Linked DNA regions of Mus musculus: all the other regions are linked to region 7. The links are chromatin contacts, called in public HiChIP or PLAC-seq, Micro-C and promoter capture Hi-C maps. All regions are on one chromosome and are shown on one strand. Each heading gives the region's core, a stretch centred on a gene start, on an enhancer-like site or on the middle of the called end of the contact. The rest is flanking DNA. Distances are from core to core; before and after follow the strand shown. Region 1 holds the start of Ubxn11 (UBX domain protein 11). Region 2 holds the start of Ncmap (noncompact myelin associated protein). Region 3 holds the start of Clic4 (chloride intracellular channel 4 (mitochondrial)). Region 4 holds the start of Rcan3 (regulator of calcineurin 3). Region 5 holds the start of Arid1a (AT rich interactive domain 1A (SWI-like)). Region 6 holds the start of Lin28a (lin-28 homolog A (C. elegans)). Region 7 holds the start of Man1c1 (mannosidase, alpha, class 1C, member 1).

What was found. Promoter capture Hi-C pulls out the DNA fragments that hold promoters and counts their contacts. Hi-C and Micro-C count contacts between places; a contact is called where the count stands out from the background. HiChIP or PLAC-seq counts read pairs in DNA pulled down with a chosen protein or histone mark.
Region 1: a contact with region 7 is called in an HNF4G HiChIP or PLAC-seq map of pancreatic cancer cells. The contact joins the promoter of Ubxn11 here to the promoter of Man1c1 in region 7. A contact is called at or near these places in 2 of 115 datasets of contacts at active chromatin or transcription factors (double positive thymocytes and pancreatic cancer cells).
Region 2: a contact with region 7 is called in a promoter capture Hi-C map of stem cell-derived epiblast-like cells, with 9 times the contacts expected there. The contact joins the promoter of Ncmap here to the promoter of Man1c1 in region 7. A contact is called at or near these places in 2 of 39 promoter capture datasets (embryonic stem cells and stem cell-derived epiblast-like cells).
Region 3: a promoter capture Hi-C map of pre-B cells shows a contact between it and region 7, with 2.4 times the contacts expected there. The contact joins the promoter of Clic4 here to the promoter of Man1c1 in region 7. A contact is called at or near these places in 1 of 39 promoter capture datasets (pre-B cells) and 1 of 484 Hi-C or Micro-C datasets (embryonic stem cells).
Region 4: an HNF4G HiChIP or PLAC-seq map of pancreatic cancer cells shows a contact between it and region 7. The contact joins the promoter of Rcan3 here to the promoter of Man1c1 in region 7. A contact is called at or near these places in 2 of 39 promoter capture datasets (neural stem cells and pre-B cells) and 1 of 115 datasets of contacts at active chromatin or transcription factors (pancreatic cancer cells).
Region 5: a contact with region 7 is called in an H3K27ac HiChIP or PLAC-seq map of microglia, with 5 times the contacts expected there. The contact joins the promoter of Arid1a here to the promoter of Man1c1 in region 7. A contact is called at or near these places in 2 of 115 datasets of contacts at active chromatin or transcription factors (bone marrow-derived macrophages and microglia).
Region 6: a Micro-C map of embryonic stem cells shows a contact between it and region 7, with 2.2 times the contacts expected there. The contact joins the promoter of Lin28a here to the promoter of Man1c1 in region 7. A contact is called at or near these places in 1 of 39 promoter capture datasets (liver), 1 of 484 Hi-C or Micro-C datasets (embryonic stem cells) and 1 of 115 datasets of contacts at active chromatin or transcription factors (extraembryonic endoderm stem cells).

The regions. Positions count from the first base shown.
Region 1 is chr4:134,100,791-134,103,990 of GRCm38.p6, reverse strand. It overlaps Ubxn11 (UBX domain protein 11), which reads right to left and starts at 1,408. Exons shown (of 15, transcript NM_026257.3): 1 at 1,343-1,408.
Region 2 is chr4:135,396,772-135,399,866 of GRCm38.p6, reverse strand. It overlaps Ncmap (noncompact myelin associated protein), which reads left to right and starts at 1,640. Exons shown (of 5, transcript NM_145555.2): 1 at 1,640-1,984.
Region 3 is chr4:135,271,008-135,274,227 of GRCm38.p6, reverse strand. Clic4 (chloride intracellular channel 4 (mitochondrial)) reads left to right here and starts at 1,468. Exons shown (of 6, transcript NM_013885.2): 1 at 1,468-1,710. The coding sequence starts at 1,639.
Region 4 is chr4:135,432,549-135,435,706 of GRCm38.p6, reverse strand. Rcan3 (regulator of calcineurin 3) reads left to right here and starts at 1,902. Exons shown (of 5, transcript NM_022980.4): 1 at 1,902-2,095.
Region 5 is chr4:133,752,227-133,755,693 of GRCm38.p6, reverse strand. It overlaps Arid1a (AT rich interactive domain 1A (SWI-like)), which reads left to right and starts at 1,709. Exons shown (of 20, transcript NM_001080819.2): 1 at 1,709-3,225. The coding sequence starts at 2,083.
Region 6 is chr4:134,017,080-134,020,341 of GRCm38.p6, reverse strand. It overlaps Lin28a (lin-28 homolog A (C. elegans)), which reads left to right and starts at 1,526. Exons shown (of 4, transcript NM_145833.1): 1 at 1,526-1,631; 2 at 2,093-2,289. The coding sequence starts at 1,601.
Region 7 is chr4:134,702,307-134,705,722 of GRCm38.p6, reverse strand. It overlaps Man1c1 (mannosidase, alpha, class 1C, member 1), which reads left to right and starts at 1,433. Exons shown (of 12, transcript NM_207237.3): 1 at 1,433-2,778. The coding sequence starts at 2,254.

The DNA.
Region 1 (3,200 bases), core at 159-2,658, 600 kb after region 7:
TTAAAGATTTATTTATTTATTATATGTAAGTACACTGTAGCTGTCTTCAGACACTCCAGAAGAGGGAGTCAGATCTCGTATGGATGGTTGTAAGCCACCATGTGGTTGCTGGGATTTGAACTCCTGACCTTCGGAAGAGCAGTCGGGTGCTCTTACCCACTGAGCCATCTCACCAGCCCAAAATGTGTAGCCCAGGCTGGCCTCAACCAGCGAGACAGGGTTTCTCTGTATAGCCCTGGCTGCCCTGGAACTCACTCTGTAGACCAGGCTGGCCTGGAACTCAGAAATCCGCCTGCCTCTGCCTCCCAAGTGCTGGGATTAAAGGCGTGCGCGACCATGCCCAGCTTGAAATAAAGTCTTAAGCTTGAAAATGGCTCAGAGGTTAAGAGCAATTGCTGCTCTTGAAGAACCTCGGTTTGGTTCCCAGTAACTGCATCGCAGCTCAGAACAGAACCTCTTGTAACTCCAGTTCCAGGGACGGTGATGCCTTCCTCTGGCCTCCTTTGACACCAGACATGCATGTGGTACACATACACACATGCAGACACATATATGTATGAAATGATAATAATAAATATATAATATATATAAAGGTCTTTGCCCCCACTGGCCTTGAACTGGCTCTAAAGTCCAGGCTGACTTTGAACATGTGCTCCGCCTGTTTCAGCCTCCTGAGTAGCTTTACACGTCTGCAGACCACCAGGCCCAGCTTCTATTTTGTTTAGTTATTTGTTTTTTGTTTTTGAGACAAGAGTCTCACTCTGTTAAACCAGGCTGGCCTCAAACTTTGCTGGGATTAAAGGTGTGAGCCACCACTCCTGGCTTTGTTTTATTTTACTTTTTTTAATTTAAGGTAAAGTTTCGCTGATTTACCCTGGTTGGCCTGGGACTCGCAATGTAGCCAGATAGGCTTCGTACTCCAGTCCTCTCTCCTCGGCCCCTACATAGAGTGCAGGCCTATGTCACAACCCATTAAGTCTGTAAAGATACGGTTGTCGCCTCCGGTGAGGGTTACAAACGTGTCCTTTGTTTCTTCATCTGAAGGACCAAACTGAGTGCTGCCCTAGGCAGTTATCACTCGACACACCAGGCGACAGCCTGATAGCTGCGCGACATCCTCCTAATCCTTTGCTGGGCACGTTGGCACTAAGAAGGTTAGTGCGCCCAAAGCCCGCCCCAGGATTCCGCCGCCTGTCCCGCCTCCACGCGCGGACACGGTGAGTATGGTCCCCACTTCCCTCCTGAGCCAAGTCATGCATGTCGCCGACCCTCGGAGTCAGGACGAGGGCCGCGGCCTGCGGGAAGACTTAGCGGGGCAGAAAGGCCCGGAGATGGCACTCACCACGGGGCCAGCGAGCCGTCCCGCGGCGCCGCCATCTTGTTGTCTCGGGGTTTCCCAGGCGACCAGGACCCGAGCACTTCTCATTGGCTAATTCCGAGAGGCTCTCTAACGAACCAGAGGGCAGTGAAGACGGGCATAGGGTTGCACGTGAGACTTCAAATCCCAGAATGCACCGCTCTAAGAGGTCAGAGGGCGTTCTTGAGGCCGGGTCTTGAGTTCAAGAGATTGGTCCCTAGAAGCCTCTAGACCTGAAGATGTTGAACCCGACGTTGTCAATATTGTGCTATTTGATCTTGAAGAAATCATGTTTCCTTTGTTTTCCCACCTGATCATGCAAAGATGAATGGAAATGATGCAGGTGACTTAATAAATATTTAAATCTCATTTCCCCCCTCTAATTTATGGACTAGATGATGCACTGCAGGAAAGTTCTAATTCTAGTTCCTAAGTAGAATAATTGGGTGACCCTTCACTTCCAGTATGACGAGTAATTTCCCCTCCCTCAGCCTCATAGCTAGATGGCTCAACGGGTACTAAGTCTTGGTCTTACTACCAAGCTGAAGACCAAGTTCGATCAGGTCACACATGGCAGGAGAAAACGGCTCCTGGATCTGTCTTCCGATTTCTGCAGGAGCACTGTCCAGATGCAACACGAAATAAGTGACCAAATAGATATTAACTGAAAACTAAAATTATCCTAATAGCACCAAAGTACTAGAGATACTTTAGTTAGGACTGCACTGGGTCCTCACCTGTACAGACAGGGTAACTTTGAGCACATTCACATCTCCTTTTCTTCGCTTGTAAAATGAAAATACGGCCTACCTGACAAGGTTGCTGGGATTGGCCATTAGGAGGGTAATGCAAAGTACTTATCAAACACCTCTATAGATGTTTTCAAAATATTTCTTGCCAGGTGGTGGTGGCACTTGTCTCTAATCCCAGCAGGAGACAGAGGCAAGAGGATCTCTGAATTCGAAGCCAGCCTGGTCTACAGAGTGAGCCCCAGGACAGCCAAGGCTACAGAAAGAAACCCTGTTTAGAAAAACAAAACCAGGTCAGGTGTGGTGGCTCCCGCCTTTAATCCCAGCACTTGGGAGGCAGAGGCAGGCAGATTTCTGAGTTTGAGGCCAGCCTGGTCTACAGAGTGAGTTCCAGGCCAGCCAGGGATACACAGAGAAACCCTGTCTTAAAAAAAACACAAAGAAAAAGAAAAACATAGAGCCGGGCATGGTGGCACATGCCTTTAATCCCAGCACTTGGGAGGCAGAGGCAGGTGGATTTCTGAGTTCGAGGCCAGCCTGGTCTACAGAGTGAGTTCCAGGCCAGCCAGGGATACACAGAGAAACCCTGTCTTTAAAAAAACACAAAGAAAAAGAAAAACATAGAGCCGGGCATGGTGGCACATGCCTTTAATCCCAGCACTTGGGAGGCAGAGGCAGGTGGATTTCTGAGTTCGAGGCCAGCCTGGTCTACAGAGTGAGTTCCAGGGCAGCCAGGGCTACACAGAGAAACCCTGTCTGGAAAAAAAAAAAAAAAAAAGGAAGAAGAAAAACATGAAGACTCTAATCCAGAGGTCTCAACCTGTGGCTTGTGACCCAGTTTGGGGCCCCATACCTGATATCCTGCATATTAGATAGTAGCAAAAATACAGTTATGAAGTAGCAATGGAATAAATTTACGGTTGGAGCTCACTACGACAAGAGGAACCAGATTAAAGGGTCACAGCCTTAGGAAGGTTGAGAACCACCGCTAAACTCTCCTCAGGGTTACTTTCTCAGCCCTTGTCACTCAATGTACCATCTTAGAGACCCTGGAAAACTTTCTGGGGTCTCCAGCCTTGAATGCTAGGAGCCCC
Region 2 (3,095 bases), core at 391-2,890, 690 kb before region 7:
GCCATAGTAGCACGGAGCTGAAGACACATAGCCATAGCCATAGCCACACCTGTCTTGGAATTAGTAAACAATGGATCAGAATTTGAACCCAAGGCCATCTAACAACTGAGATCTTGTACCCATACCCAGAAGAGGATCTGGAAACATCCCAGAATGTCCCTAAGAGACCCTACTCTAGTTCAGAGCCAGGAGTGCCCCCTACCTTGCCCTCCTCCATCATGTGTGGCCACTCCGTCTTTGGTGAGGCAGTGAATCATGCATGGTATTGTCTAACAGCATGTGTCAACAAACCCACGACGGAGTTTCCTATCAAAGTACAAGTAACTCTTCCATGGCTCTTGCTCCTTCGCCCGCTTGCTGTGTGAGACTGAGTAACTGCTAGATCCTTGGACTTCCATTCACAGCTGCGATTGAACCATTGTTGGGAATTGCGCTGCCAACTGTAAGTCATCAATAAATTCTTTTACTATATAGAGACTATCCGTAAGTTCTGTGACTCTAGAGAACCCTGACTAATACAGAAGTTGCTTCACACTGAGCCATGGAAGCAACTCAGGGGCGCTCGGTCCAGACCCAGTCACTTCCTGGCTCTACTCCCAGTCTGCCACTTTACCTTCTGGGGACCTGAGGCCCACCTTGTCTTCCTGGTACTTCATTTCCCTGTTTATACAAGGATCTCTTAAATCTGGTTGTGAGCCTACCGTGTGCTGGAGAGACCGTGTGGCACCCGGAGACCGTGAAGATGCGCACAGCCTAGTTGAAAGTGGGAGTGCTGTTTTTTATTTTCGTTGGTGAAGCAATAATTCTTTTTTTTAAAAAAAGATTTTATTTATTATAAATAAGTACACTGTTGCTGTCTTCAGACACACCAGAAGAGGGCGTCAGATCTCATTACAGGTGGCTGTGAGCCACCATTTGGTTGCTGGGATTTGAACTTCGGAATAGCAGTCAGTGCTCTTAACCGCTGAACCATCTCACCAGCCCAATAATTCTTTTTTTAAATTTTGTGTGTGCATGTGTTCATGTGGGAGGGGATGGAGTTAGAAGCAATCGTGCCTTTCCTGATGTGGGTGCTGGGAACTGAACTTATGTTAAGCTCATCTTCTAAGCCCACCCCACCCTCCGTGCTAACTTTTAGGCAGGAAACAGGGAATTTTCTCACGCTTGCTAGGCAAGCACTTTACCCACTGACCCATGCTAGCTGAAACGTACTATGTTTTCGGAGCCAGCCTTGAACTTGCAGCAATCCCCTTGCCTCTGCTGCCTGTGTACTACTAGAAAATTAGTTTCTAATCACGCTCAGGAGGAATTTCTGTCACCTGTAAACTGCCAGTCCTCTGGTCCTCGGATCCCACAGCTGGTCCACACTTTCACTCCATCAGCTCGCTTCATCCGATTCAGCTCTCCGTCAACGCGAGGTCCCTTCCTCCTCTTTTGTCTTCTCACAATTCCAACCTGGAAGAAGTGGGTGCGGGGGGGTGCCAGACCTGAAGTCCCCTGAGCGGCAGGAGGAGAGAGCGACGTGGGGACACTGCGGGCGGGGCGGGAGCGCTGGGCAGGTGATGGGGGAGGGTGGTCACTAGTTGGGAGGGATGGGGCGGGACAGGACCCGGAGGCGACAGCGGCGGCTGCAAGAGGCGGGGCTGGGGTGTGGAGCAGGTAGGGCGCAGGGCACGGAACGCGGGGGCTTGGAAGGACAGCGCACAGGGGCTCAGGCCCGCGGAAGATAGCTCTCCGGACCCCCAGGGGTCCCCAGCCTGGCGCGCGCCTTGGCGTGAGCCGGTAGCTGAAAGGTCAGCAACATCTCCCGGTTGTCTGCAGACACCGGTGCACAGAGGTGTTCAGGGTGCAAGCTGAGAAGCACCCCGAAGCTGGGTGCATTCGGGGCTACATCTCTGGCATGCGGAAAGCTGGTGGTTTCCTTGTCCGCTCCTACGAAGTCACAGGGAGCGACCTGGACTCCCGGAAGAAAAGCCTACGAGAGGTAGGAGCCTTGAACTCCCCTCCCCCTCGGGTCCTGAGCTCTCCTGGTTTATAAACTGGGCATCCAGGAGAGCACGCTCCTTCCGAGGCCCCAGGAGCTGTGCAGTCCAATGAGACCAGCACCCGGAAAAGGGGCCCGGGCTCGTACCAGAGTCAATAAGCGAGATGTTGAATCAGCCGCTCCTTGATAGTGGGAGATTCCAGTCCCGGGTACCTTGAGGTGGAAGGAAATGGATTCCTGCCTCCAAAGGGGCTGGGTGGGGAAGCTCTGGGGTGCGGGAGGAAGATTCTTCTTGGAAGAGGGGTTGGGGGATTTGAGAAGCTGCGAAAGGAGCAAAGAAGCCGGAGTGGAGTGGTACCCAATCCGAGTCTCCGCCTCGGCCTGGCTGGCTGTCGCCTTGAGGCAGCCTCTTCTTACCAATTCGGTTTCTTGTACCTAAGTGAAACTTTCTTGTATCTAAACGAACCGGTGATTTGATTTTATGTAAGCTATTCCTTTTTGCCAGACTGGCTCCTTGGGGCCAGGGACTGTGTCTGGTTCACAATTGCCTCACCAGCTCCAGTAAAGCTGGGCTCGTAGTTAAACCAGGGGCTTAAGAGTGGCAGCAGCATTGTGGAGCGTGGTGGCGCACACCTTTAATCCCAGCACTTGGGAGGCAGAGGCAAGCGGATTTCTGAGTTTGAGGCCAGCCTGGTCTACAAAGTGAGTTCCAGGACAGCCAGGGCTACACAGAGAAACCCTGTCTCGAAAAACCAAAACAAAAAACAAAACAAAACAAAAAAGAGTGGCAGCATCGGGTGGAGCTGGGCACCTCCTGGTGTGTGTGGTGAGCAGGCACAGGCGGCTGAGCTGGGCTTGAAGATAGGCTCCCCTGGTCTCTGTGGTTGGGATTGCCCACCTAATTCCTAATTCTCCAACTGGACTCATATCACCACCTGAACTGTAGCTCAGGCTGGACACAGGCTTGTATATAACAGCAGTAAACACTATCCCGAGCCTGTCTGGTTCTGGTGACCTCCAGGTGGCCATGTGATAACATGAGTAGCAAAGATCTGACGAGGATTGAGGCTGGTGGGAGTGCGGGCATCCAGAGGGACAGAGACAGGGACAC
Region 3 (3,220 bases), core at 219-2,718, 570 kb before region 7:
TAAGCTTTCTGGAGTTGGTTTTCTCCTTCTACCTTTAGATGGCCCCAACATCACATCCAGGTTGGAAGTCTTGCAAGGCAAACGCTTTTACCTGCTGAATCATCTTGACTGCCATTATTATTATTATTATTATTATTATTATTATTATTATTTTGAGGTAGTCTTGCAATATACCCAGACTGTCCTCAAACTCTCAGCCCTCCTGCCTGAGCCATCACCTGAGAGCCACGTATATGTCACCAAATCAGGCCGAGGTTTAGGGTGTTTAAGGCCACTGCCAAACTGTGAACTTAAAACAGCCTTACTCCGGAGCATTGATGGATCTAATTGCTGGGGCACAGCATCCTTCTCACAGAATCTAGCAACTTGGAGATGGGGTTGAGTGAGGATAAAGTAGTTGCAGGTTGCACTGCATTTTTACACATCATTCCAATTTGTTGAAGCACTCTGATCCACACTAGGCACAGAGGATGTGAGATAACCATGACACCCCGCTTCCATCCCCCAATTTAGCCTTTCTAATCAACTCACTCATCACCCTAGCCTGGGAGGTACCACAGAATGAGCAGATTAAGGAAAACCAGAAGGCAAATTTCCCAAAGGTGACATTCACTGACGGCAATTCCGCAGTAGACCGCGTGTCTCAGGCCCCTGTCCTCAGGGTGTAAAGTACTCGCCCCTGCGCGCTGAGTGGCACTCAGGTGACTCATTAAACTTCTCCAGGTGAACGGAAGACAGGAATCGGTCCAGGTGGGGCAAAACAGCACGGATAACGTTTTCAGAGTCAGGCGCTGCCTCAAGCACTGGGGTTGTGCTGGAGCGGGACGCTGTCCCACCGTTTTGGCCTAATTCAGAGCCCGGGACACAGGACGACTTTACAAGAACTTTTGAGTATCTTGATTTCAAATAGAGAAGGATCACGAAAGGAGATCCGCGGTCAGAAGGATTAAAAAGTTCTTAAGGACATGAAAACTTTCGCAAAAGTTTTCCAGGAAAAGGCGGCCGCGCCTAACAGAAGTAGCCGAGGAGGCCGCCGCCCCGGGAACCGGAGGGGACGATGAGTCCCTGCGGCTGCAGCGGGGGAGAGGGCGCGAGGCGGGCCGCCGCATGAGGTCACTTGGCACCCAACCAGCAGCAGCTGCGCCGCGGAGAGAGGCGGTGTCAGGCTCCGGCTCCAGGGACCTTCCCCGCCCACCCCCTGAGGGGCGTGGCTTCGGGGGGACCTCCCGGCCAATCCGCGCTGCCCAGCCTAGGCCGCGCCCCCAGCGCCCTCCAGGCTCCCTAGTGGTCGGTCCGTGGAAGCTAGAGCGCTCCGCTGTCTTCCTCGCCTGAGGCCACGCCCCCAGCTGTGGCCCGCCCATTTCCCCCCCACCCCTGCAGGATCCTGGCCACTGCTCCGCCCACGCCCCGCCCATAGGGCTCCGCCCAGCGGTTTGAAGCGGCCGGGACCGCAACCCCCTCAGAGTCGCGCGCGAGGCGTGAGGCGGTGCTGAGGATCTGAGGCCACGGGCAGCCAGACGCCGGGACTGTCCAGCGAACGAGCAAGCCAGCGAGTGAGCGAGCGGCGGGAACCCGCAGCCACAGCAGCCCCGGAGCCACAGCCGCAGCCGCCGTCCGCGGAGCCCAGCCCAACCGGCCATGGCGCTGTCGATGCCCCTGAACGGGCTGAAGGAGGAGGACAAAGAGCCCCTCATCGAGCTCTTCGTCAAGGTGAGCGCTCACCGTCCCGAGCGACGCGGGCTGACGTCCCCGCACCCCGAAGCGCCCCCACGCGGCATCCCCGCAGCCCGAGGCGGCGCCGTACCTCCCGCGCTCATTCCCATTGTCTGGGCTCCGCGCCTTCCCGCCTCGCAGCGGGACCTTGGCGGACCCTGCGGGCGCGGCGACAGGGAGGCGACTCCGCAGGGCGGGACGCGCCTCAGCTGCGCCGCGTGGGTACTGTCACCCTCCTCGCCGTGTCCGACCCCACCCCGCCGCGAGCCCCAGCCTCGGGCCGCGGGGCTGATAGCTCACCCAACTTACTGGAACGCTAGCGCCTGGCCCGGGTGAAACTGAAACTTTAACTTTGATACAATGTTAAATAAAGTAAAGGGGAGGAGGGACCCGGGAGCCGTAAACCCAGCAGTTGGGAAAAGTGGTCTAGGGAAGATCCCGAGTTCAGAGCCAGCCTTGGCTGCTTAGTAAACCCAGGGCAAGCCTGGGATAGGAGGGACCCTCATCCCAGCCCTCCTCCCGCATGGGGGAGGGGAGAATTTTTTTAATGCGGGCGTGGTGACTCGGCTATGACCCAGCAGTAGAGGCTTGAGGAGTCCCTCGAGTTCGAGGCCAGCCTGGGTTACAAATGTGAGCCTCCGGACACACACCCAAAACCCAGGCAACTAACTGCAAAGAAGAAGAAAAAAAAAAAAAAAGGAAAAGAAAAGAAAAAGCGAAAAGAAGGGTGGATGCCCCAAGGCTTCCGGAAAATACAGAGATTCCCGACTTGGGTTTTCCTGTCCGGTGTTTTACCACCATCTGGTTTTCTTGTTTCTCTAGCGCGCCTGTTTTCACATGATGCAACCTTTTGGCCGCTTTCGTTTGCTGTTGCCACCTCGGCAGGCAAGCCCGTTTGGTTTGAAAGAAAACCTGAATTCTCCGCTCTCTCGGGCTTAAAAAGGTTCATTCCTCTCGCCCTCCTCAGTTTGTAAACCCTGGAGCTGCCTTCTTCGCCTAGAAACGCTTCTCTGACTGCTCTCCGCGCCTCTCCCTTTTGGGGCGTAGCGAAGGAGGGAAAAGTTAACGCAACAAACATCTGGGTCCCCTGCTTTACTGAGCCTCCTTGGAAACCCTGACGTTCGTTCTGTTAGCCACTAAATATCCAGGCTTAGGTCGAAACTGGCAACACTAGAAGTCCAACAGGCATCCAGTACTAAAGTCTGCCCTTTCTTAGTTTTAATTTGAAAGAGCGGAAATTATCGAAGGATGTGTTCCAGAGATGGAAGGCAGAAATCTGCAGGGTGGTAACAATGTTTGCCTTAGTGTTTTCTGTTAGTTGCTGGTTTTAGAACTTTTTTTTTTTTTTGGTCTAGAGCATCGGCTCTCAACTGGGGGTCAAGACCCCTTTGAAAGATCAAACGGCCTTTTTACAGGGGTCACCTAAGACTATTGGAAAATGCAGACAATTTCATTACAATTCATAGCAGTAGCAAAGTTACAGTTATGAAGTAGCACCAAAAATAAT
Region 4 (3,158 bases), core at 653-3,152, 730 kb before region 7:
CCTCTCTCTTGGTAGGCTCCTTGATCTTATGAGCTCAACCCCCAGCACAGGGCCTTCATAACCATTGGGAAATAATAACCAATGCAAGCTGGAGCCAGGCTTTTAACTTAGAATGGCTCCAAGCCCTTCCTAAGGCTCCCGGAGCTCATTCATTCCTGAGCAGGGGTAGAGAATGCAGCAGTTCCCACACACACTGACTTAGAACTCCATCATGTGTGTGCTACATATACACGTCTGTGTATGTGTGCACAAATCTGCATGTACACACATACACATGCATACTTGTGTGCTTGTGCACATATGACTGTGGGGGTAAGAAGCTGGCCACATTTACTCTTTATTGCATATTTTGAGACGCAATTTCTCACTGAACCCAGTATTTAGCCAACTGAGTCACCTCAGAAACTGAGTTCAGAGAATCTTTCTTTCTTTTTTTTTAAGATTTATTTATTTATTATTATATGTAAGTACACTGTAGCTGTCTTCAGACACTCCAGAAGAGGGAGTCAGATCTCATTACAGATGGTTGTGAGCCACCGTGTGGTTGCTGAGATTTGAACTCAGGATCTTTGGAAGAGCAGTCAGTGCTCTTAACCATCTAGCCATCTCACCAGCCCAAGGGGAAACATTTCTATGCTTCTTGATGTGAGTATAGAAGTCACTCTCCATAATTCTTTGATGAAAAAGTGAAGAACTTGACGTGTTAAGTCAAGTTTAATCAGGAGCCTCAGGGTGGAAAGCTGCAGAAACTTCCTAAAGCAAAAGGGATACAACACTGTGATCCTGTGGGGGACACTATGGGAGTCACTCTGACGAGGATGCTATGCCCTGCATTTTGTGCCCATGACTCTCACCGAGTGACAACACTGTGTCCTTAGTTTTGACCCCCTTGTTTCATTTGTCCTATGAAGGGTCTTGCGTAAATGACAAAAGCTGATTTTCTATTTATTATTTGTTTATTATTCAGAAGGGCAGCCGTGTGGAAGTCAGAGAACACTTGCAGGAGTTCTCTCCTTCCATCACGTGCGTCCGGGGTTGGGAGCAAGGACCCTCAGAACTGAGCCATACGGCCTGGATAGCAGAGCAGAATCCTTCTAGCGGGAGCTGAGAGTTCTCCAGCTCTGTACCGTTCATCCAGTTTGTGAGCTGGAAGAGGGCACAGCTCCCTGACAGGCTGGTCTCAGCAACAGCAATTAAAATTAAAATGCCAGCCAGCCTCGGCGCTACTACTAGCCTAAACCCTGACCTAGACATAATTAATGTTCCATTATCTCCAAGGGAGATAAGCAAGACTGTGTGGAAAGGCAAACGCAAATATCATTAATATTGTACATCTGTGCTGGGTGCAATGGAGGGAGGGATGGGGCGCGCGCAGTCACACACCTGGTGACACCCATAGCACAGCCACGTCGCCATCGCCTCTACTGGGCGACGGGAGCTGCGGGGCGAGGTCGGGCACATCCGGCTGCCAGGTTCCTAGAAGGCTACCCCGGGTTAAGCTCACAGGAACCCGCCCCGAGAAGGTTCCTAGTATCCCGGCTAGCTGTTCCTGTCACTGTCACGTGAGGTCAGCAAAAAGAGAGAGAAAATGTTTCTTGGGGGCGGCGGATACCAAGGGGACATCAAAAGTCCCGTTCTGGAGGTCAAGGAAAGCCTCTGCCTTAAGAGTGCCGGCCCAGGGGGGGTGGGAAAAAAAAAAAAAAAGAGTGCCGGCCCAAGTCCCTCAAAGCCAGTGCCAGCCAGCCAAGAGGAGCAGGCGAATGCGCGCGCGCAGAACCCACCCCCGCCCCCAGAGCCCCGCCCACCACTCGGCGACTCCCGCCCACCCAGCTGTCAGCCCCGCCCTCCTGTCTGTGCGCCGGCGCAGCGCGCCCCCTGGGCGCGAGGAACCCAGGGAGGGCGCGAGGCGCGCGGGCCCGGGAGCGCGCGCGACGCTGGCAACCTCGCTCAGCCCTAGGTCACCGCCCGTGTCGCCGGCTGAGGCGGCCGCTGCGGCCCGCGTTGAGGGCGTGGTGGCTCCGGGTGGTGAGGGTCTGTCCGCCCCAGGCCGCGCTCGTGGGCATCCCCCCTCGGGCCTCTCCCCTCGAGCGCACAGGTGAGTCTCCCCTTCGCAGGGCGGGGCCGGGTCGCGGCCGCTCGGAACAGGTTTGCAGCAGCTCTGGGTGATGGATCCCCAGGATCCCTGAAAGTTAAAGCAGCCTCAGCTAGAGCAGCAGCTGCCCAGATCCTCCAGGAACCCCCTAGACGTTGCTAAGGACCAACCGCCTGATGCCCAGGATCTCCCCCAGCAGCTTCGGGGTAACGTCCTGCAAAACAACCCTCGCCCCCAGGTCCTTTCTCCTCCACCAGCAATTTCTCCACCCGCAGTTCGACTTTTTGAAAGATGTCAGGCCCAACCTGGCCCCCCCCTCCCGGAGGGCAGGGAAGGTGTGGCTAGTAAAACCCTCCTGGCAGCAGGTGGAAGCCCCACTCCCCTCTCTCCTCCCCTCCCCCAGGATGCAGGAATCCTCGTGCTTCTCTGCTTCCCTGGCATCTGGAAACTTGTCCGCTTCCTCTTGAACCCTTCAATAGCTGTCTGTTTCCAGGTTGTGGGGTTCCAGCTTCCGTGCGAAATCTCATCATCTCCTCTGGGGATTAAGATTCTAGCGGCTCACGTCCATGTTTCAGATTCAAACTAGGATTATGTAGAGTGATGTTTTATTGTAGGGTTTAAAACCAAATATATATATATTCGCGTCCCAATATTGAAGGCTATCTAGGACAATACATTTACTTGAACTTTTCGTAGAAGTCTCTCATCTACTAGTTGGCCAGAGAAGTAATTGACCATCTGTAGCTATGATTAGTGATTACTTTAAAATGTTATTTTAAGAACTGGGTGTGGCACACGTTTATAATATTAGCAAGTGGGAGACTAGTCTGGACTACATAATACGGTCCTGCCCAACAAAACAAAATAAAACCTATCTTAACACAATGCCATTACCTCTAGTCCAATATATCAATATGTAGTCCTATGAGATGGCTCAGCTGGTACAGACAGACACACTTACTGCAAAGCCTGACAGTTGGAGTTCCCGGATCCCGGGGATCAACATGGCAGGAGGAGAGAATCAGCTTTTGCAAGTTGTCCTTTGACTAATACCTGAGTGTTGCTG
Region 5 (3,467 bases), core at 460-2,959, 950 kb after region 7:
CTTTCCCAAGGCAGTCTTGGTCCTGGTGAGACGCTGGAATTCCCTCTGGTTTCTCCTGGCTTGCCCTGTCAGAGCATTCCAGGCCTGCCTGAGAAGAAAAGGCTGCTGTGGAACTGGTGAGGCCTGTAGGTCTGGACAACTCTGAGCTTTTCCGCGAATGCCTTGATCTTCACAGATAAACCTGGCCTTAGGGTCTCTGGTAAACTTCAAGGAGTCTTACACCTTAGGATAGACAGCAGATCTGAGGGGCATCCGTTTTCTGTGTGACCTGTTAGGCTCTTTTTCTCTCTTTATAGAGAAAATGGTTTCCATTTTCTGCATCCCTCTTCTGCAGTGGTTTTTGAACAGAGGTTCTTTCAGTCCCTGGAGCCTCTTCTGTGGGCTGTTTACAGTCTTCCAAGGTACTTGCCTTTGAAGATTGGGCTACTGGCCATTGTGAGCTAGGTTCCCTTAGGAAGTGCTAATGGAGCTTGGTTTGCCTGGAGGACTGTCTTAAGCCCCCAACGCATCAGTAGCCACCATTTTAAGAGAAGTGGTGGGATGACCACGTTTGATTTTCAAACCTCCTGACACTGATCTGATCCGGTGGTTGGATTTGTTCACAACGTAAGTGCCTTTCTTTTCTCTTTTCCTCCTTTTCTCTGGCTAAGTAGACAAGATGCGGCTTCGGCCACTCACTCCACTTTTTATAGCCACACACTTCTGCCCTCTGACTTTAAGTGACCTGGGCAGTCCCCTCCCTTCAGTCTGTTGGTAAAATGGGGGGGGGGGAGATAATCCAGACCTCATGCCCCCAGGGCCTTGTCAGAGAGGGCTAATGAGGGCAGGGCACGGGAGAACCGATAGTTTGAACAATGGTCAGTCCTCCTTTGGGGCTAGCCAAAGGGGGGGAAAAGCAGGGCTCGCTCAGCTGGGTCTCTAGAGCAGGTCTGCAAAAGGCTTTGAAGAAGAAAAGTGCTGCGGAGGTGCTAAGTCGCAGCCAAGAGCCCAGGCCCGGTGCCAGGGGGTCAGGTCCCGGCCGCGGCGGCCGCGGTTTCGGGCTCAGGCCAATTTTGCAGGCGCGGGTAAAGTTCACGCGGCCCGCTCCCTTTGGAGCGGCCGGGAGGGGACAGGCCAGGCTGGGAACGCGGCGAGCGAGGCGGCGCAGGCTCCGGAGGCGCGGGCTCCGGGCCGGGTTTTCCCCGAAGCCTTCGGCGGCGGCGCAGCCGAGCGAAAGAGGCTGAGGGCTTGCCGCCGCCGCCGCGGCTCCTTCTCTCCCCTCCTCCTTTGTGAGGGGAAGGGAGCGAGTCCATTCCACGGCCTGCGCCCGCTCCGCGCTCCAGTCCTGGTTTTTCAGGCGGCCGCGACGGCGCTGGGTAAAATGGCAGTGCTGAGCCTCGTGTCGGAGTGAGGGGGACTCGGAGGAGAGTGGGGCGCTCTAGCTGCTCAGTCCCGCCGCCCGCCCGCCCGCTCTCTCGTTCGCTCTCTCGCCCGCCCGCCCGCCGCCAAGCAGCAGCCTCGGCCCGAGCCGCGGCCGGGGAGGCGAGGCAGGGCGCCCGCCAGAGCAGCGCTCCTACTCTGCCTCCCGGCGCCCCGTCCGCCGCCGCGCGCCCTCCAGCCCGCCCGCCCGCCCGCCCGTCCCGGGTCCCCCCTCCCCCCCCGCTCCCTCCCTCCTTTCCCGCCCCCTCCCCCTCGCCTCCCTCCCTCCCTCCCTCCTCCTTTCTCCGGCAGCAGAAAGCGGAGAGTCACAGCGGGGCCAGGCCCTGGGGAGCGGAGCCTCCACCGCCCCCCTCATTCCCAGGCAAGGGCTTGGGGGGAATGAGCCGGGAGAGCCGGGTCCCGAGCCGCCAGAGCCCGGAGCAGCTGAGCCGCCGGCGCCTCGGCTGCCGCCGCCGCCTCCTCCTCCTCCTCCGCCGCCAGCCCGGAGCCTGAGCCGGCGGGGCGGGGGGGAGAGGAGCGAGCGCAGCGCAGCAGCGGAGCCCCGCGAGGCCCGCCCGGGCGGGTGGGGAGGGCAGCCCGGGGGACTCGGCCCCGGGGCGGGGTGGGAGGGGGGAGAAGACGAAGACAGGGCCGGGTCTCTCCGCGGACGAGACAGCGGGGATCATGGCCGCGCAGGTCGCCCCCGCCGCCGCCAGCAGCCTGGGCAACCCGCCGCCGCCGCCCTCGGAGCTGAAGAAAGCCGAGCAGCAACAGCGGGAGGAGGCGGGGGGCGAGGCGGCGGCGGCAGCGGCCGAGCGCGGGGAAATGAAGGCAGCCGCCGGGCAGGAGAGCGAGGGCCCCGCCGTGGGGCCGCCGCAGCCGCTGGGAAAGGAGCTGCAGGACGGGGCCGAGAGCAATGGGGGTGGCGGCGGCGGCGGAGCCGGCAGCGGCGGCGGGCCCGGCGCGGAGCCGGACCTGAAGAACTCGAACGGGAACGCGGGCCCTAGGCCCGCCCTGAACAATAACCTCCCGGAGCCGCCCGGCGGCGGCGGCGGCGGCGGCAGCAGCAGCAGCGACGGGGTGGGGGCGCCTCCTCACTCGGCCGCGGCCGCCCTGCCGCCCCCAGCCTACGGCTTCGGGCAAGCCTACGGCCGGAGCCCGTCTGCCGTCGCCGCCGCGGCGGCCGCCGTCTTCCACCAACAACATGGCGGACAACAAAGCCCTGGCCTGGCAGCGCTGCAGAGCGGCGGCGGCGGGGGCTTGGAGCCCTACGCCGGGCCCCAGCAGAACTCGCACGACCACGGCTTCCCCAACCACCAGTACAACTCCTACTACCCCAACCGCAGCGCCTACCCCCCGCCTCCCCAGGCCTACGCGCTGAGCTCCCCGAGAGGTGGCACTCCGGGCTCCGGCGCGGCGGCGGCCGCCGGCTCCAAGCCGCCTCCCTCCTCCAGCGCCTCTGCCTCCTCGTCGTCTTCGTCCTTCGCACAGCAGCGCTTCGGGGCCATGGGGGGAGGCGGCCCCTCAGCGGCCGGCGGGGGAACTCCCCAGCCCACCGCCACCCCCACCCTCAACCAACTGCTCACGTCGCCCAGCTCGGCCCGTGGCTACCAGGGCTACCCCGGGGGCGACTACGGCGGCGGGCCCCAGGACGGGGGCGCGGGCAAAGGCCCGGCGGACATGGCCTCGCAGTGCTGGGGGGCTGCGGCGGCGGCGGCGGCGGCGGCAGCGGCCGTCTCGGGAGGGGCCCAACAAAGGAGCCACCACGCGCCCATGAGCCCCGGGAGCAGCGGCGGCGGGGGGCAGCCGCTCGCCCGGACCCCTCAGGTACACAGCCGAGCGGGGAGGGGGCTGGGGCCAGCGGGGCCGGGGGGTGGGCTGGGTGGCGGCTGCGGGGAAGCAGGCCCCGGCCGTGGGCTCCCCTCGGGCTTGGGCCCCCACTGCCGGGGAGCTGCCATTGTCTGGCTCTTCTCTCTTAAAATGGCTGCCTGTCTGCCTTCCTCTCCTTCCCTCGATCAGCCTTTGTGTGGGGCTTTTCCAGGGGTGTCTGTCCGGTTTCTCCTCCTCCG
Region 6 (3,262 bases), core at 277-2,776, 690 kb after region 7:
TTATGAGCGTGCATGTATGTATGTATGCACAACTGCAGCGTGTGAACCACAAGAGATTCTACACACTTGTGGAGAAGACTGAATTCAGGATAAGCTGATGCCCCTGAAAGCAGGCTCTGTCCCTTTAAATGGGTTGTAGCTGTGGGGGAGGGGAACTGACCGGAGCTGGCATTGTCCAGTTTGAACTGAGCACCGGAAGTGAAGGGGCAGGGCCAGGGCCGTGCACTGAGCCCCGGGCCATTGTCCATCTCTGACCAGGGCAGTGGCCACCCCTCTGGTCCACCCTCTTTATCTTCTAGTAGGGAGTTTACCTCTTTAAATGAGAAGCCTCTCTCTATCCAGTCTTTTCACCAGTCATACTACCCGAAGGGTAGCTCAATTTAGGATGGTGACTGAGAACAGGAGGGTCTGGGAATTAGAGTGTCCCGGGTCTTGGAGGAAGTGCCTCCACCCACCAATCTATTCTCTTCCACCAACGGATGGGACAGGACGGGACGCGGCAGGCAGGGGCCCGATGAGAACACAGCTACCACAGAGGGCATTCTTCGAGGTTTCCACATGCTCTCTCAGGGAGCTGTACCTGGAAGCAACTTTAGGTGTAGGCTTAGGAGGGAGCGAAGGACTCTTTGCACAGAATCAACTAGGAGCTTGTTTCTCACTGGGACAAACCCAGAGAAACTGTTGTTGAAATTTGGAGATTGAGGCATCCAGTAGCACCCAGAGACAGGCCGAGTTTGAGAGGCAGCACCTAGGTTAAGACAGATCAGCTCGGTGGGGTCTCCAGCCGCTTCCTTGCACCCCTATCCCGGCTTCCTAATGTCCAGAACTCCAGGTCTATCTAAGCACACGGAGGTGGGGGGTGAGAGCAGGTCAGCGCCAAGCAGCCGGGTCAGCTCTGAGGCCTGAGGGGAAAGAGGGGGAGGGGCGCTGAGGGGCTGGGGGAGGGGGAGGGCTCATCCATTTCTCCCTTGACAGGTGGTTTGTGTTTCTGATTGGACAGCGCCACCAGGCTCACACCTCCCTCCCCCAACTCTCTGGAATGTATAATTATCTGCCCGGGGGGTGGGGGTGGTGTGTGTGTGTGTGTGTGTGTGTGTGTGTGTGTGTGTGTGTGTGTGTGTGTGTGGTCACGTGGTTATAAAACTACCCCCCCCCCGTTCCCCCCCACCTGTGTCCGCTTTGGATGCCCGCATTGAGTCCTCAAAGTGCAGGATCCCAAATTCTGGGGTACTGAAGACTTCCAGTGCAAAAGATCCCCATCTCCAGATGTGTGTATGTGGAGGGGGTGTCAAATCTCAAGGTTCTGGGAAGGGACACCCCAGAGGTGTCAGAGACCAGAGCAGTGGGGGAGGGCCGAAGCCAGAGCCAGAGGGAAAGGGAGGGGTAAGGAGAGAGGGGAGGGGAGGGGGCTGCCCGCGGGGGGTTGGGTCATTGTCTTTTAGAATTTGGGAGCCTTTGAAAAGCCGTGGGCCCTCCCACCGCTATTGTGCGGGGGAAGATGTAGCAGCCTCTTCTCCGAACCACCCCTTTGCCTCCGGACTTCTCTGGGGCCAGCAGCCGCCCGACCTGGGGCCCGGGGCCACGGGCTCAGCAGACGACCATGGGCTCGGTGTCCAACCAGCAGTTTGCAGGTTCGAGCTTGCGATTCAGCGGGCACACCTTAGGGTGCAGGGAGCCCAATGTCTAAATAGAAGGGAGGTGGGAAAGTGTCCCACGGACTTGTCCGCGGGACCCCCAAGTCCCTATGGCCTCCTGCTTCTGGGGGCCATCTCTGGACTAGGGAACCCTGGTGTTCCAGTGGCTTGTACACCGAGCCCGTGGGGGCGGAGGGAGAGAAGAGGAGGGGCCTGTCCCTCCGCGTGTGCACGGGCAACTTGTTGTGGGAAGACAAGCAAAACTTTTGGGGCGTCAGCATCCTCTGTGTAAGCTTGGGGAGGCAGCCAGGACAGGTTTCTTCTTACCAGCTGCTTGGTAGCTGCCTCCTCCTGGGTGTCTATCCGCGGGCTGACCACCGAGATCTCCCAGACGGGTCCCTGAGAGGGCCTGCGATCCCTTGGCCCCCAGCTGATCACCTGGCCCTCCCTATCTCCAGGTGGCTGCGCCAAGGCAGCGGAGAAGGCGCCAGAGGAGGCGCCGCCTGACGCGGCCCGAGCGGCAGACGAGCCGCAGCTGCTGCACGGGGCCGGCATCTGTAAGTGGTTCAACGTGCGCATGGGGTTCGGCTTCCTGTCTATGACCGCCCGCGCTGGGGTCGCGCTCGACCCCCCGGTGGACGTCTTTGTGCACCAGGTGAGACTCATTCTGGAACTTTGCTAGGGGAAAAAAAAGAAAAAGGCTGGGAGTTCCGAGGTACGGCCTTGGCTGGTGGCCCCTCCTGTCGGATTGGAGGAGATAAATACCCCTCATTGTGCGTCCCCATATTTTTCGGGACACCCCAGTTTTGAGTTTGTAGTAACTGCAGTTGTGCGAGGAGGCACTGCTGACTACCAGCACCCCCTCCCCGCCCCCTTCCGGGAACCCCTCCGGCTTACCACGTGTCTATTACCTCTTTCCCCTGGGAAGGGAGCAGGGGGCAGGGAGGTGACCCCATGTGGCAGAAACTAAGGTTGTATTGTGCTTGCCGGTGGGGGAGGGCCAGCAGGCCGACCAGGGAAGCACATGCAGGGCCTGAGCCGGGCGTTAGCGCCCTGAGTTCTAAAGGTCTGAGTCTAATTCATAGGGAGGAGAGAGTGTGAGCCATTTGCTACCCAACCTACGGGCGTGAACCTGCGACGTCAGGTTCTTCCCGTTTCAATGCAGACCTCAAGTCAGGTGGCCACCCAAAGCCAGGTCCTGTAGCCAGTGTAGGTTTGGCAGGTCCCGGAAGGATCAACGTGTGAGCTGAAAAGCTCCCCTAGAGGTCTGGCTACAGATCAGGGCTGGCAGGCACCTCTAGCTGTCCACCCGGTTCTGCCAGGAAGGAAGACCTTAAGATCCCAGGCCTTCATTCCTTGGCCGTGGCAATCCCAAGTTCGCAGTTAAAGAAGGGCTACACAGTAGGGAGTGAAATTCAGTGTCGAGGGGGCAGGCGGTAGAGGAAGACTGGCCTCTGGCCCTATTCTCCTCAGCTTGGCATTTATGGCCCCAGACAGCCATTGATTGCTGTCCCTAACATTCCTAACCCTAAACAAGGAAGAGAGTAGAGCCTTCAGGTTTCCCTCTTCCCGGCCATTCCCTTTCTTAATATCCTACCGGGGGCGGGGTGTGTGTGTGGGGGAGTGGT
Region 7 (3,416 bases), core at 184-2,683:
TTATTCATCTCCGGTGACCAAAATATTTGCACCTGTTAGCGACAGTAGTCTTTTATCTTTTATTTTCAGCAGAGAGAAATTTATATGCCAGGGGTATTTAAATGTCAGGAGTGGGCGTGCTGGCAATGGTTTGGCCAGGGTTAGAAGCAAGCCTCAGTAGCCCATTTGCAGAAAGCCTCAGGGAAGAAGAAAGATTTATGAGGTGAGAGCCTGCCTGGGCTGCCTCCTCTCCGGGAAAGGCGTCCCTGCAGTATTTTCTGTCTTTCAAATTGCAGCTGAAAGCAGATATTTTCCCCCTTGCCTATTATACCTCTTAATTTGTCTCTCCCTATGCTGTTGTCTCTATAAAGAGTTTTGCATGAGAGACCCACACAGCAGTGTTATTTTGGCCCCCGGTGTGAGGTTTAACAGCAAGGGAAGGACTAAAGTCCACGGATGCATGTGTCTTGGGGCAGGGGCACACGGTGTCTGATAACACATGCCGGTGTATGTGTGGGCTTGTGGAGGTGGCTTGGGTATGCCTGTGCACGTCAATGTTTTGCTTATATAGACCTGTCTAGATACACTTTGGCATAATTGCTAGGGTGTCCGTGCTGAAATTAAGTGTATATTTGCATGTAAGCACACACCCACAAGGTAGCCTCTGTATGCATAAAAATGCAAATGTTCACATACATGCATATCCTATGTATGACCCGTGCATATGTCCAGGTCCCCGCCTCTCTCTCTGTCTGTCCCTCTCTCTTCTTGCTTCTCATGTTAGCATCCCTCGCCAACCCCACCCAAGGGCCTTGGCCACATTTTTGGTGGCGGTTTGCGAGGAACCCTGGAAATACTGATTCAGCCAGACATAACCACAGCCACAGCTCTCGGGTTTGGTCCAGCCATCCCCATCCCCCCCAGAGCGAAGCAGCTGTACTACCGCGGCTGGTCTGAGCTCTGGGCATCCCTGGCTACCAGCAACCTGGCAATCCCCGGCTGGTGCTGAGAAGTGACAGGGTCGCCCAACGATGGGCAGCGCCTTACAGAACAACCTGGTCTCCTGGCCCTTCCGGGGGGAGACCGAAACACAGAGCGGCGCTAGGCGGAGGTGGGCGGTGGAGGGGGCGTCTCGGTCTTTCGGAGTCCAGCGAACGCTGGGCAGAAACCAATGGGTGATTGTGGCCCATCGGGGATCCCTCGGAAGCAGCCAATGACCTCTCTCCGCTCTGCACCCCGCCCTCTCCACAGCGCGCAGCTGGACCATTGGAGCTAGCAGGATGGGGGAGCGCAGCGCCAGCATTTGGAGCGGGGGGCGTGGCCCAGACTGTGACCCGCCCATCTTTCCCGGCTAGGTTCCCCATTGGCCGAACTGCGGTGCCGCGGCGGGCGGAGAGGAGGGGCGCGAGGCGCGCTGTAGGCGTGGCCTGAGGGCGTGGCTGGCGGGGGGCGGGGCAGCGGCGCTGTCGCAGTGAGAGCCGGAGCAGCGGCGGCCCGTCTGGAGCTGCGGCGGGTGAGCCTGCGCGGCTAGCGGAGCCGCGGGGCCGGGAACAGGTGATCGCAGCAGGAGACCCGCGCCCTCCCGAGTTGCGGCGCCGGAGCCAAGGCTTCCTGGCTCAGCGGCAGGCCCAGGGCTGACAGAGGCCAGCTGCAGGCTTCGCACGCGCTTCCCGGGTATCCCTCTCCCCGCGCGAGCATCTGAAGCCCCTGGGTCCCGCGCAGCCTCGGGAGCGGCAACCGCGCGCGGCGGAGCAAAGTTGTGGACGTGTCCCGACCGCCGGGCCCTGCGCCGTCACCACCGGCTGGGCTCGCGCTCTAGGAGCTGCGCTCGCCCTGCAAGCCCCGGGGGTTCCCTTTGCAAACTGCTCCAGAGGCTGAAACTTCGGGTGCCGGCGGGTCGGGGCCTGCGTCCTGCGCACCCTCCGCGAGGGCGTCGCGGACGGCATGTGACCACTCCGGCGCGGGAAGGCGCGGGAGGGCGCGGGCTCCGTGGATCAGGCGGAGGGCAGGCTGCGGCGCACGGCGGGCCCGGGCTCCAGCCGAGCAGCCCCCCTCGCCCGGGCCCCGCCGAGGCCGCCGCGCCCCCGCCCCCGCGCGGGAGGACTCGCTCCAAACTCCCTGAACTTCGGGCGGGTCCCGAAGCGGCGGCCTCGAGGTGCGCAGCCTTGCTCGGGGACCCCAGCCACTTCACTCTTGCTCCCCACCCTTGAGGACTCTGAGGACTCCCGGGGCCCCGGGCGGAGCTGACAGCCCCCTCCTGCTGGCCGCGCCGCGATGCTGGTGAGGAAAGTGCCGGGTTTCGTCCCGGCCTCGCCGTGGGGGCTGCGGCTGCCGCAGAAGTTCCTTTTCCTGCTCTTCCTCTCGGGCCTCGTCACCCTGTGCTTTGGCGCCCTGTTCCTTCTGCCCCATTCCTCTCGCCTCAAGCGCCTCTTCTCGGCCTCGCGGACCCAACAGCCCGGCCTGGAGGTGATGGCCGAAATCGCCGGTCACCACTCGGTGTCAGAGCAGGAGCCGCCTCCCAACCCTGCCCCTGCGGCTCCGGCCCCGGGTGAGGACGATCCCAGCCGCCTGGTCGGTGTTCTCCGTAGGAAAGGGTGGCTGCGGCGAACCCGCCCCACCGGGCCCCGGGAGGAAGGCAACAGGGTTGCAGCCCTCAGGCCGCAGGAAGAGAGCGTCCGGTTCACTTTCGACTACAATGGTTTCCGCAGCCGCCTTCGACACCCGGTCTTGGGGACAAGGACTGATGAGAGTAAGGAGTCCCAGAGTCTGGTGCGAGCTCAGCGAGAGAAAATCAAAGAGGTAAGCACCCCCCCCCCCAACACACACCTCCCGCCAAGACTTCTAGCTGCAAGCGATTCCCCACCTTCTTGGCCTCTCCTGGCTCCTGGTCTGCCCAAGACCCTTCAGGCAGGCCGCAGCACCGCCCCTCAATCCGAAGTTACTCTCTTTGCTTGGTGCCTACTTTAGGATAACTAGGTTAGTTCATGGCTCCTACCAACCTCCAGGTGGATTCCCCCCCCCCCCACCACCCCCGTCCCCTTTAAGTTCCTAGCCCTGGTGGGCTCCAGGCTTTCCCTGATGGGTTGCTAGTAGGAGTGGATTTTAGGTCCTTAGTTTTCGTTTGTACAGGAGGGAGCCACTAGAAACCCTCTCCCTCCCTGTGTGCCTTTTAAGTCTTGACTTCTCCTAAGCTCCAGCAGGCTCTGGAAAACCCAAGACATGTGAGGTATTTGGGGTCCTGTTTTGTAATCTCTCGGCCTCTTGCAGACCAGAGATCTCGAGCATTCCTGCTAACTGCTTCTATCGAGCGTTGCCACAATTGTACATAATTGCATGTGAAAGACGAAGGAGTGATCAATAAAGCAGTGGGAATGTTACAGAAGCTCCGAGGTTATTGGCTTAATGAGGCGGGTCTTGGACTGGTTCCCCGTAAGGAG